2 separate regions of the Cricetulus griseus genome follow, and region 2 is linked to region 1. Evidence: chromatin contacts called from public Hi-C data. All regions are on one chromosome and are shown on one strand. Each heading gives the region's core, a stretch centred on a gene start, on an enhancer-like site or on the middle of the called end of the contact. The rest is flanking DNA. Distances are from core to core; before and after follow the strand shown.

Region 1 (4,502 bases), core at 141-2,640:
TCTTGTTTTTAATTTAGTTATGTCATTGTGTGTATGTTATATTAGTTGCACTGTGTAATTTTTATTTAAATGATTTCAATTTAAATTTAATATAATTATTATAATTAGGTGACATTTTGAACAATCTCTTTCTGTGGTCCAGGCTGGATTTGAACTCACAGCAATCTTCCTGTCCCAGTCTCCTGAGTGCTGGGGTTAAAGGCTAACTCACCACACACCACACACCCATTGGCCAACTTTCTTTCTTGTGAATGGAGTAGCCCACTGCCTTCCCTGTACCTCCACACACATGAGGGAAGCATAGTTCTGCAGTGAGCATGTGGTTCTAGGATTGAGGATACAGCTCCATGGTAGAACACTTGCCTAGCATTTGTAAGACACCAGATTTGATCCCCAGCTCCTACTGCTTTCCCCACTGATGTCTACCTGCATGAATGTGGCTCCTAAGGTTAGACTTCCTGAGTTCAAATTTTATTCCAGCTACTGCCTCAGTAACACTGGCAATGTTTTCTAAATTCCTTGAGTTTAAAGACATACTCCCTTGCTGAAGATGTCCAGCTTTTGAAATGAAGAGTGTATCTTCGCTGTAGGACTGTTGTACAAAATAAAGTGATTTATTGTCTGCTGAGAGCCAAGACACTGCAGGGTCCCTGACAAGCCCCCCTGTGCTGTAGTCATCATTATTACCTGTACATGTTGTATCCTCTAGGGATGTTCATGTCCAAAGAAGGATGTAGTTGTTTAGGGTTTATGGAGGAGAATCTCAGGGAGTATAGGGTCCTTTTCTAAAGTCTTGTTATGGGGGTAGAGAAAATGGATTTAAAATGAAAACAAGTGCTTTTGACATGGCCTAAGTGACTATGAAAATGAAAAGGGGAGCTGGGTAACATCTGAATCCACTCAGGTGTGTGATAGGAAAAGACAGAGGTACCCTAGAGAGGCAGAAACTCGTACCTACCATTAAAAGGATACAAAAAGGAAACCTTAATAGCCAAGAAACACTCCAGAAAAGGAAATTCGACTTTATTATTGTCACATTAGTTTTCTATCAGTGATTTAAATGGATCAGTGCAGTACTTAATTTAAAGAAAGAATTTAGACCAGCACTAAAGTTTCATCTTCAAAATAAGACATTGCTGTATAGCAGTTTTCTTCAAATTAAAATATTCTATCCTTGATGGAGGTGGAAGGCTCATCAATCCCAGAAAGCTAGGGAACCATGCAAGGTCTGGGAAGTAAAGGAAACTTACAAGATTCACAAGCCTTTGTACCCCAAAGTTATATAAGCAATAAGAGCTTTCTAGGGAGAGGAGAGTACCTTTGAGTCATGCAGGGAACTCCAGGAGTAGGGCGTTTGTGAGTCATTGCCCCTGCTGAGGTGGACTTTTTGAGTCATCCACATTTCTGTAAGCAATCTTTTGCTGATATGTAACTCCAATAAGCTCATGGGTTCACTTAGACTTGGGAAGAGTTGTTTCTTTGGTCTGCTGTCAATGCCCTATCTGGACTGAAGACATTTGTTCAGAGCTCCTTAAGAAAATTCACACAACAGGCACAGAGGAGATTACAGGGATCTTCTAAAACACGAGTAGAATCGACACTGCCTTGAATCATTGGTGTTTAAGAGTGAAGAGATGTCCTTAGCTGGCACTAGTCCTTCACACTGGGCCCTAGTTTGTAGGCAGTAAAACCAGGGTTTTGTTTAGTGGGATGTCTGTGCTTTTCCATCATGGAGCTATGAGGTTCTAACTGCAACAAGGCTCTCTCCTTTGCTTGTCAATATGTGAAAATTAAGCAGAGACAGGTATTTGGAGAAAACCCCGGACAATGTCCCTGAAAAGATTTGCTCTTCTATTTCCAGGTTTTAAAGACTAGGTGAAGGAGAGAAAAAGAGTTTCAACACAGACCAAATCTAGCACCTAAAAAAAGGACTTGGAAGGTGGAGAGATGATTTACAGGGGACACAAGTTCAGTTCCCAGTTCTCATGTCAAGAGGCTTCATCTCCAGGGGATATGAGACCACTGGCCTTGGCAGGTATCTATGAGTGCACTCATGCAATTAAAATTAAATAATCTTTTTAAAGCCTTAATACTAAATGCATATTAAGGCACATTCTACAAGGAGGTCTTTGCATGTTGGTGTGATCACATTCAGAATAATTCTATACTTCATTTCTATCTGAGCAGGTAGATTAAAGTTCTTAACATTGGCCTTCATACTTCTCCCAAGAACCAAGACTTAACACCTGTTATTACTTTGTGTTTAAGCAATTACTTTGGGGATTACCCTAAATTCATTGACCATGAGTTTTTATTAAGTTGGCAAATGACTCATAGGCTGGGTATAGTAGACAGGTTTTGAGTAATTCCATTGTAAACAAATATTTAAAAAGTTCTTATTCAGACTGCATTTTCTTTCCAGAGATGAAATGGACTTAATGATATATTGGCCTAGAATCATGAACATTAGGGAGGATGGCTTGTCTTCAATCAGATTCCAGCTTAATTAGCCGGCCTCTGGCACTTTGGCATGCACCCAACAGTTGACCAAAATTCTAGTAGTTAGTTCTGCTTAACATAGTTGCCTCTCCATGTGATGATGGCAGAAAAGTTAGTAGAAAAAACTACTTTTCTCAGGACTGGATAGATGGCTCAGTGGTTAGGAGCACTGACTGCTCTTCGGGAAGACCCGGGTTCAATTCCCAGCACCCACATGGCAGCTTACAACTGTCAGTAACTCCTGTTCCAGGGGATACAACACCCTCATGAAGACATTCACTCATGCAAGCAAAACACCAATGTACATAAAATTAAACAAATAATTAAAAAAACTACTTTCCTCAAGATCACCGCAAGCTAACAAAGACTTCCGAAAGTATGGCACATGAGTTGTTCCTTGAAGTTGAACAGCATTAACTCTTGTTTCCTTGTGATTCAACCAACCAGGAAGCTAAGATAATGCCTTCTCTAGACTCTATCTTTACAATAAAGCAATATCTAAGACTGCCTGTGGTCAGGCTATACAAAGACACACTAGGATCACCCTGACTCGAGCCCATTGTTAAAATGCTGTCTATTTTGTTAGCAATATCCCCAAGCATCACAGCAACAGCATAGTAGTTGTGTGTCCCCAGAGACTAAGCTGTACAAGTGCCACTTCCCTATGGCATCATGCCACTGTCTTCAATCACATTCTCTATTAAATTAAACATTCATAATGAGTTCCAGCGTTGCAAATGGTCTTTGCATATGTAAAACTGTTCCTTGAGAAAATACAACTTCTGCTCTATCCTGTTCTCCATACACAACTTATCTTAAAAAAACAGACAAATATCTAGTTAGGTATTGATAAGACAAAAGTATAAGAAAGAACCTGAGTATTGAGATTTCTACAGCTAATTGTGCCCACTTAATGTTTCTAAATTTCATACAGGAACTGCTGGGTTTCTATCAGGAGCCTGACTTCGTGATGACAGCCCAACACACAGTCACTGTAGAATACAACCTGACACACACACAGTCACTGTGGAATTCTGCTGGAACTGAGAGGTATGGGGATGAATGATACTTCAAGGGCTTCCCTATCATGATATAGGGAATTTGGCATTCGGCAAATATTAATTTTCTTAAATTCTAACATTACAACTAGCAGTTATCCCTTTAAAACTCTCATTTAAATATACTTAGCTCATTCTTTTACCCACATTGAGTCCTTCCACAAGTATGTATTAGATGGCTCAGCAAGATCCAATCCAGTGCTGGACCTGGGGCCTTGATGACTTTTCTGGCCACCAGGGCAAGGATACAAACACTTTTCACCCCCTAGCTAAGTCCAGGGCAGTGACATCTTAACGACTGCTGCCTGAACACAAGGAAAAAGAACAAAACAATAACCATAAAAAGCCTCCAAGCTAAAGCAAAACAAAATGTCATGATTTGTGCATTTTTCTACAAAACCGATTTGTTCTGTGGTAGCAGATAGAGCCTGCATTTGATTTCTACAAGATATGCAGTAATGGGTTATGTACTCCAGGGAAAAACCATTCTTATGGGAGCAAGATCGTGATGGATTCACTTCCTCGGTGAGGTTTATAATATGTGGCAGTTTTAGTGTGAGCAGGTATTTGGTCTATAAACCTGGAGAGCTCGGCATTAGTGGTAGCTCGTTTCCAAATGAAGAAGAATGCAGCTCCCTTCTCCCTCTGGTTATTAATCCTTCTGGGGATAAACTGAAAGATTAAGTGTTTTCCCGATGTTGTGTTTGCTGTCATGGTAATGTGCACACGCCCCATTGCCAGCACCTGTGTGCAGTGTGCAGCCCTGATGCTCCTTCTGTGGGGAAAGGAGCTGTTCACTGCCACACCAGGGCCTCGTTCTCAGCCGAATGGAGTCAGGGTTATTTCCGCTTCTTGTTCAAATGCTCCCTCTCAATTAGATGCCCTACGATTAGCTGCCTTGCAATTAGATGCTGGATTTCTTATTTTGTGAACAGCCAGTTTCTC
Region 2 (4,774 bases), core at 1,969-4,468, 630 kb after region 1:
CTCTGTTCTCATATACTGTCTACAAAATTCAAAATATCCCCTTCAAAATCCCAAACCACACCAAGTCCTTCCTGGGACTGCATCCCAGGGATACACCTCAGGGGAGAAAAACATTTTGCTTTGTCTCTCTTTCATGGAGATGTACCTGGCTGTGAGGGAGAAAAATCTTGCAAATAAATTCCCTGTTCATCTTTTTTTTTAAAAAATGAATAAGTTTGGTTTTTGTTTGTTTGCTTGTTTTTGTTTAGTAGTATCTTTTGAACCATAGAGAGAAAGAACATGAAGCTGGGTGGGGTGGGTAGGAAGGTAATGAATATCTGAGAGGAGTTAGGGGTTTAGGGATTAAAATAACATACGGATTTTTTTAAACACTAAAAATAACAAGTTCATATTTTGTTAATACACACATACATGCACATACCCACATACATGCACACACACACACACACACACACACACACACACACACAGGAGGTGGGTGCTTACACTAAATACAGCATCATTTCTGTGAGACCTCTCAGGCTTACATATGGAAGTAAGACATAAGGTGATCAGTCATGTTTCCTCCCTGTAGCAGAATTATCAGTGCTAAGAGTGTAAATATTCCAGGCCAACTGCAAGCAGTTAACCACCTATTTGTGACTCCTCAGGAGTCACAACATCAGCATTCTTCACCCTCACTTATGTGGACAGCCTGTGACAGAACAGTGCCCAACAGTTTTTATGGCCCCCAGAAAACTCTTTGAATTGCCTGGTTAGGGGAAGTTGTCTAGCTAGACTCACTCTGTACACTAGATTATTGATTTTGACTGCTTTGTCTGGTAATAATAAAACCTATGCTTCCTAATGAAATATACATTGGCCAATATCAAATGCTATTTCTTATGAATGGCAAAGTGTGTGTGTGTGGTAGAAAATTAGAATGCAGATCTATATGGAGAGCATATTGTTGCTCTTAAAACTTAGGGACTGCTAGCAGAGCAACAATCAAATGGAGAAATGCATTAAAGTAAGTGAGTAAGTAAGTATTTTGTTGTTAATATGGAAAGAAACATCATGAGTCAAAGTGTATAAAACTAATATAGTGTCTCAACTCTGAAACAACCTAAAATCTACCTTTTTGAACACTGTAACTCTTCTACAAAATATTGAGCACACTGTTTTCTCCTCGTGGCATTTTGTGTTGGAAAGTCCTATGCTGTAGCATTCTTTCTTCAAACTTTGCTTTTTTTACCCTTCACAGGTATCTTTTACACCTGAGCACTTTTCCAACCATGTTCCACTTATTTACATGGTGCAGGGAGACTGAGGGGGAGAAAAGCATGAGGAAGGGGAATGGGCTTCAACTTGAAGTTAGTGGACAAAGCATCAGAAGACTGAGGATCAACGATAGATGTTCTCTCTGTGTGCCTGTCCCTCTACACTAAGAGCCACAGATAGCAATGTGACCCTTTTTATTTACACGGATATCGATTCATTACAGCTGTTCTGATTGACCACTGCTCTGCAGCAGTCACGTGTCCCTTACATTCATCAAAAACTACTCCAGTACAGGCACCATTCTCTCAGGCTCTGCTGATAGTCTTTACTTGCAGGTTGATGATGATGCCATGACTTACTCTAAAATAATTTGTACTAGAATCTCACTGCCATCATGCAGGGACTCCACTCTCCCTCTGTAAATATCTTTGCTTATTTTGTAACTTAAAGCAGAATCTCACAGAGTGCTACACTTTCTTTTTTCTAAATGGAGAGACTGTCTGGACATAAGTAATATCTGATGCCTCATTTACTAAGTAATATTATTTGGTCGCCAAAGTACATCCACGTAAGGCAATCATTGTAGTTCTGTGGAAACCCAGAAGACAGTCCTACTCACCACAGATTCAATGCCAAAGTAAATGAAAGCATCAAGTTGATACTAAATTTTTGGCCAAAACCATTTGGTATTTTAATAAGTAATTTGGCTATGTAATAAAGTGTTCACATAGGGTAAAATCATCTCAATTACCTCCAAACTAACTAACTAGAGTCCTAGAAAAACTTCTTTTATTTTTCCTCCACACACCACTTGTAGGAAACTGAAGTGGATCACAGGTTAACAAGTCCACATCATGGTATCAGGCTCTGTGAAGAGCCAGTATTTTGGCCTTTGTTCTTCAAGTTCAAAGAAACCTCTTAAAAAGGTCCCTGGAAGTCTGGTAAGATACCTATCCCTTGATAAGAGTCCATGGAAATCCCAGATACCCCCTTAATCCGCAACTTATTTTGGAATATGAGTGAAATTTAGTCAAATACTTAAGAATTTGTAAAAGAGGAAGGAGCGCATCAATGAGACATAGAATGAAATCAATTGATTCTGTTTCCCATCAATGAAAAGGAACACACTGATGAGCCAAGCCTAAAGTGAAAAAGATGAGTGTTGAGGTTGGAGAGGCAGAAACTGGACTGATGTTGAGGTCATTGCATAACCTAAAAGGATGATTGAGTTTTAGTCTAAAGAGGATGGACAGTCATTTCTGAGTCTTATGTAAGAGAATAATATACTTAGGTGAGTATTTTCTACACATATTCTGAGTGTGCTGGAAGAAATGTTTTGGGATAGTATGTCTGGTAGCAGACACTCAGTTGAAGAAGCTCTTTCCAGTGTTGCAGACAAGAGATGCCTGACAAAGGTCTATGGCAGGAGAATGGTGGAGGGTCTGGAGACATGTCACAGATCTGAGAACTCACAACAGAAGATTCACAGTGTGCTAATATATAACACTGAGCTTGCTGTATATATCTGCCACCATCCTATTTCAAACTAGATCCTGGCATAAGGGACCACTCTTAATGAAAGGCCAGGGGGAGGGGGTTCTGGAATTGATGCCTGGATGTGGCTGGGCAGACTTGCCTTAAAAGGAGTGTGAGCATGAGCTTCTAGGATATAAGTATTTAATGTCATCCCCTTATTTAAGATGTTGTAAAATAACTCTACTAGTGATTCTTTTTCTTTAACTGCCAGCTGTGTTTCTGTTTAATTATATTTAAAAATAAAACCTACTTTCAAAGACAACCCCATGCAAACAGTGATAGTTGTCTTTTGAGTAACTGAACAAAATCCTTGAACATTGTAAAACGCTGCAGCTCTTGAGGATTAGGCCACATACTACACTGCAAATAGTCAGAACTGGGGTGTTTTACAGTCAAATGTGCTGAAGGACTGGTTTTGCTTTGTGAGTCAGTCTTTGAAGAGGACAGTCATTGTCTGGGAATGGAAGCTCACTCATTCTCAGTGTTCACATGACCAGGTAAAATCTCCCAGCAGAGCCAGAACCAATTCAGCCCACAGATCACCATTTTGTGGAGATATAGAAGTGACTGGCCCTTCTAACTGATAGTGCTGACCAGAGATCTTGTCTGCCACCTTCACCAAAAGAAGAAAATGGTAAAACAGCACCACAATTAGTCATGTTCTAAAATATGAGTAAAAGTAAAAAATTTTTAAAAAAAAAGAAAAAAGAGAGAAAAGTTGCATTCTAAACAATGTGATTTAGTTAGGCAGGAATGGGCCTGGTTGAAATAAATGGTCTACAGAACACTTTCTTAGAGTATAGAGACAATATTATACAAATACGTAGCTAACTATTCTTTTATTCTTCTCCAGGAGAAACCAGCAGCATATCCACAGTGACAAGGTTTGGGTTTTTATTTGTTTCCAGAACCAGTCCACTGAGGAGCACTGATATAATTCTTTAGGCTTCGCTTGTTGAAGGATGCTAACATCATTTGAATACATTGTTTTCTGTTTAATCCTGGGTTTCTTTTAGACTCCCTCAGCTATAGCAAGTATGTAATTTGCCAGAGAAAATGAAATTGTTCTGTGTTAAGTACACATTGGAAATCATATGGTACAATATGTACATACATTTAGTACACTGAAGAAAAGTTACATTTTCCAATCCAAATGTGAAACCAAGTCAATGCAATTGGCCATGCACTGCAGCATTCAGGGACATCCCTTTGCTTAAAGGGTGTCTGGAAATAAGAGAATTTTCTGCTTGTTTAAAACTATCAAGTCTGAAAAAACTGAATCTTAAATAAAACCACCAATAAAAAAAAACATTTGATGACAGCAAAATCTAGTGGGCTTTAGTCACTAAAGACAGTATTCATCAGAAGAGTAGCAGATGAGTATTCTAGGACAGACACAGAGTCCTCCAGAGTCTGAAGAACCACAACCAGACCACAGGATATGTGTGTGTGGGGGGGGGACACAAAAGCCAGACAACAGTGGTGGAATTAGAACTGTGAGCAAAATGGTGCTAGTAACCAGGCTTCTGGGTCCTTTTCAAGAGTATCAAGCACTCTTAACTGTTGAGCCATCTCTCCAGACCTTATATTTATCATTTAATTGCACTCGTCTTTCCACCTCCTGCATAACCTCAACACAGTGTATTAATGCCTGGAGAATGGAGCTAATTGCCCTTTCAACCATCAGTCCATTCTAGAGCCTCAACTTCTGTAAGATGAACTTCTTTTGGACTGTATGTTGTCAACCAAATAGCTTCTTCTCATGTTAGTCATCTACTGACGGCCTTGACTCTAGAATATTCCAGACACTGAATGTCCTTGTACACCTTTCCATTGCTTATCAACAAACTTTGCTACTCCAGTCTTTTATGCCGCCTCAGGCCTTCTTAATTATCCAAGAAATGAGCAATGCCCTCACTTCCATTACCACTGTCCTCCCATCCTGCACAGCAATCATGAACTGTTGTATTCGTCCTTG

Evidence for each region. A called contact is a pair of places that touch in the nucleus more often than the background predicts.
Region 2: a contact with region 1 is called in a Hi-C map of the CHO-K1 cell line, with 7 times the contacts expected there. The contact joins two enhancer-like sites. A contact is called at or near these places in 3 of 8 Hi-C or Micro-C datasets (the CHO-K1 cell line and fibroblasts).

What each region holds. Positions count from the first base shown.
Region 1 is chr2:404,251,516-404,256,017 of CriGri-PICRH-1.0, forward strand. No RefSeq gene overlaps it. Among named protein-coding and RNA genes, the nearest start is that of Nabp1, 120 kb to the right of the region's middle. Within about 2 kb of position 1,391, at least 2 of the 6 cell types and tissues checked have open chromatin away from gene starts, as enhancers often do. A contact at or near this core is called in the CHO-K1 cell line and fibroblasts, where this site is marked.
Region 2 is chr2:404,882,578-404,887,351 of CriGri-PICRH-1.0, forward strand. All of the region lies in intron 4 of Tmeff2 (tomoregulin-2), which reads right to left. Among named protein-coding and RNA genes, the nearest start is that of Tmeff2, 27 kb to the right of the region's middle. Within about 2 kb of position 3,219, at least 2 of the 6 cell types and tissues checked have open chromatin away from gene starts, as enhancers often do. A contact at or near this core is called in the CHO-K1 cell line and fibroblasts, where this site is marked.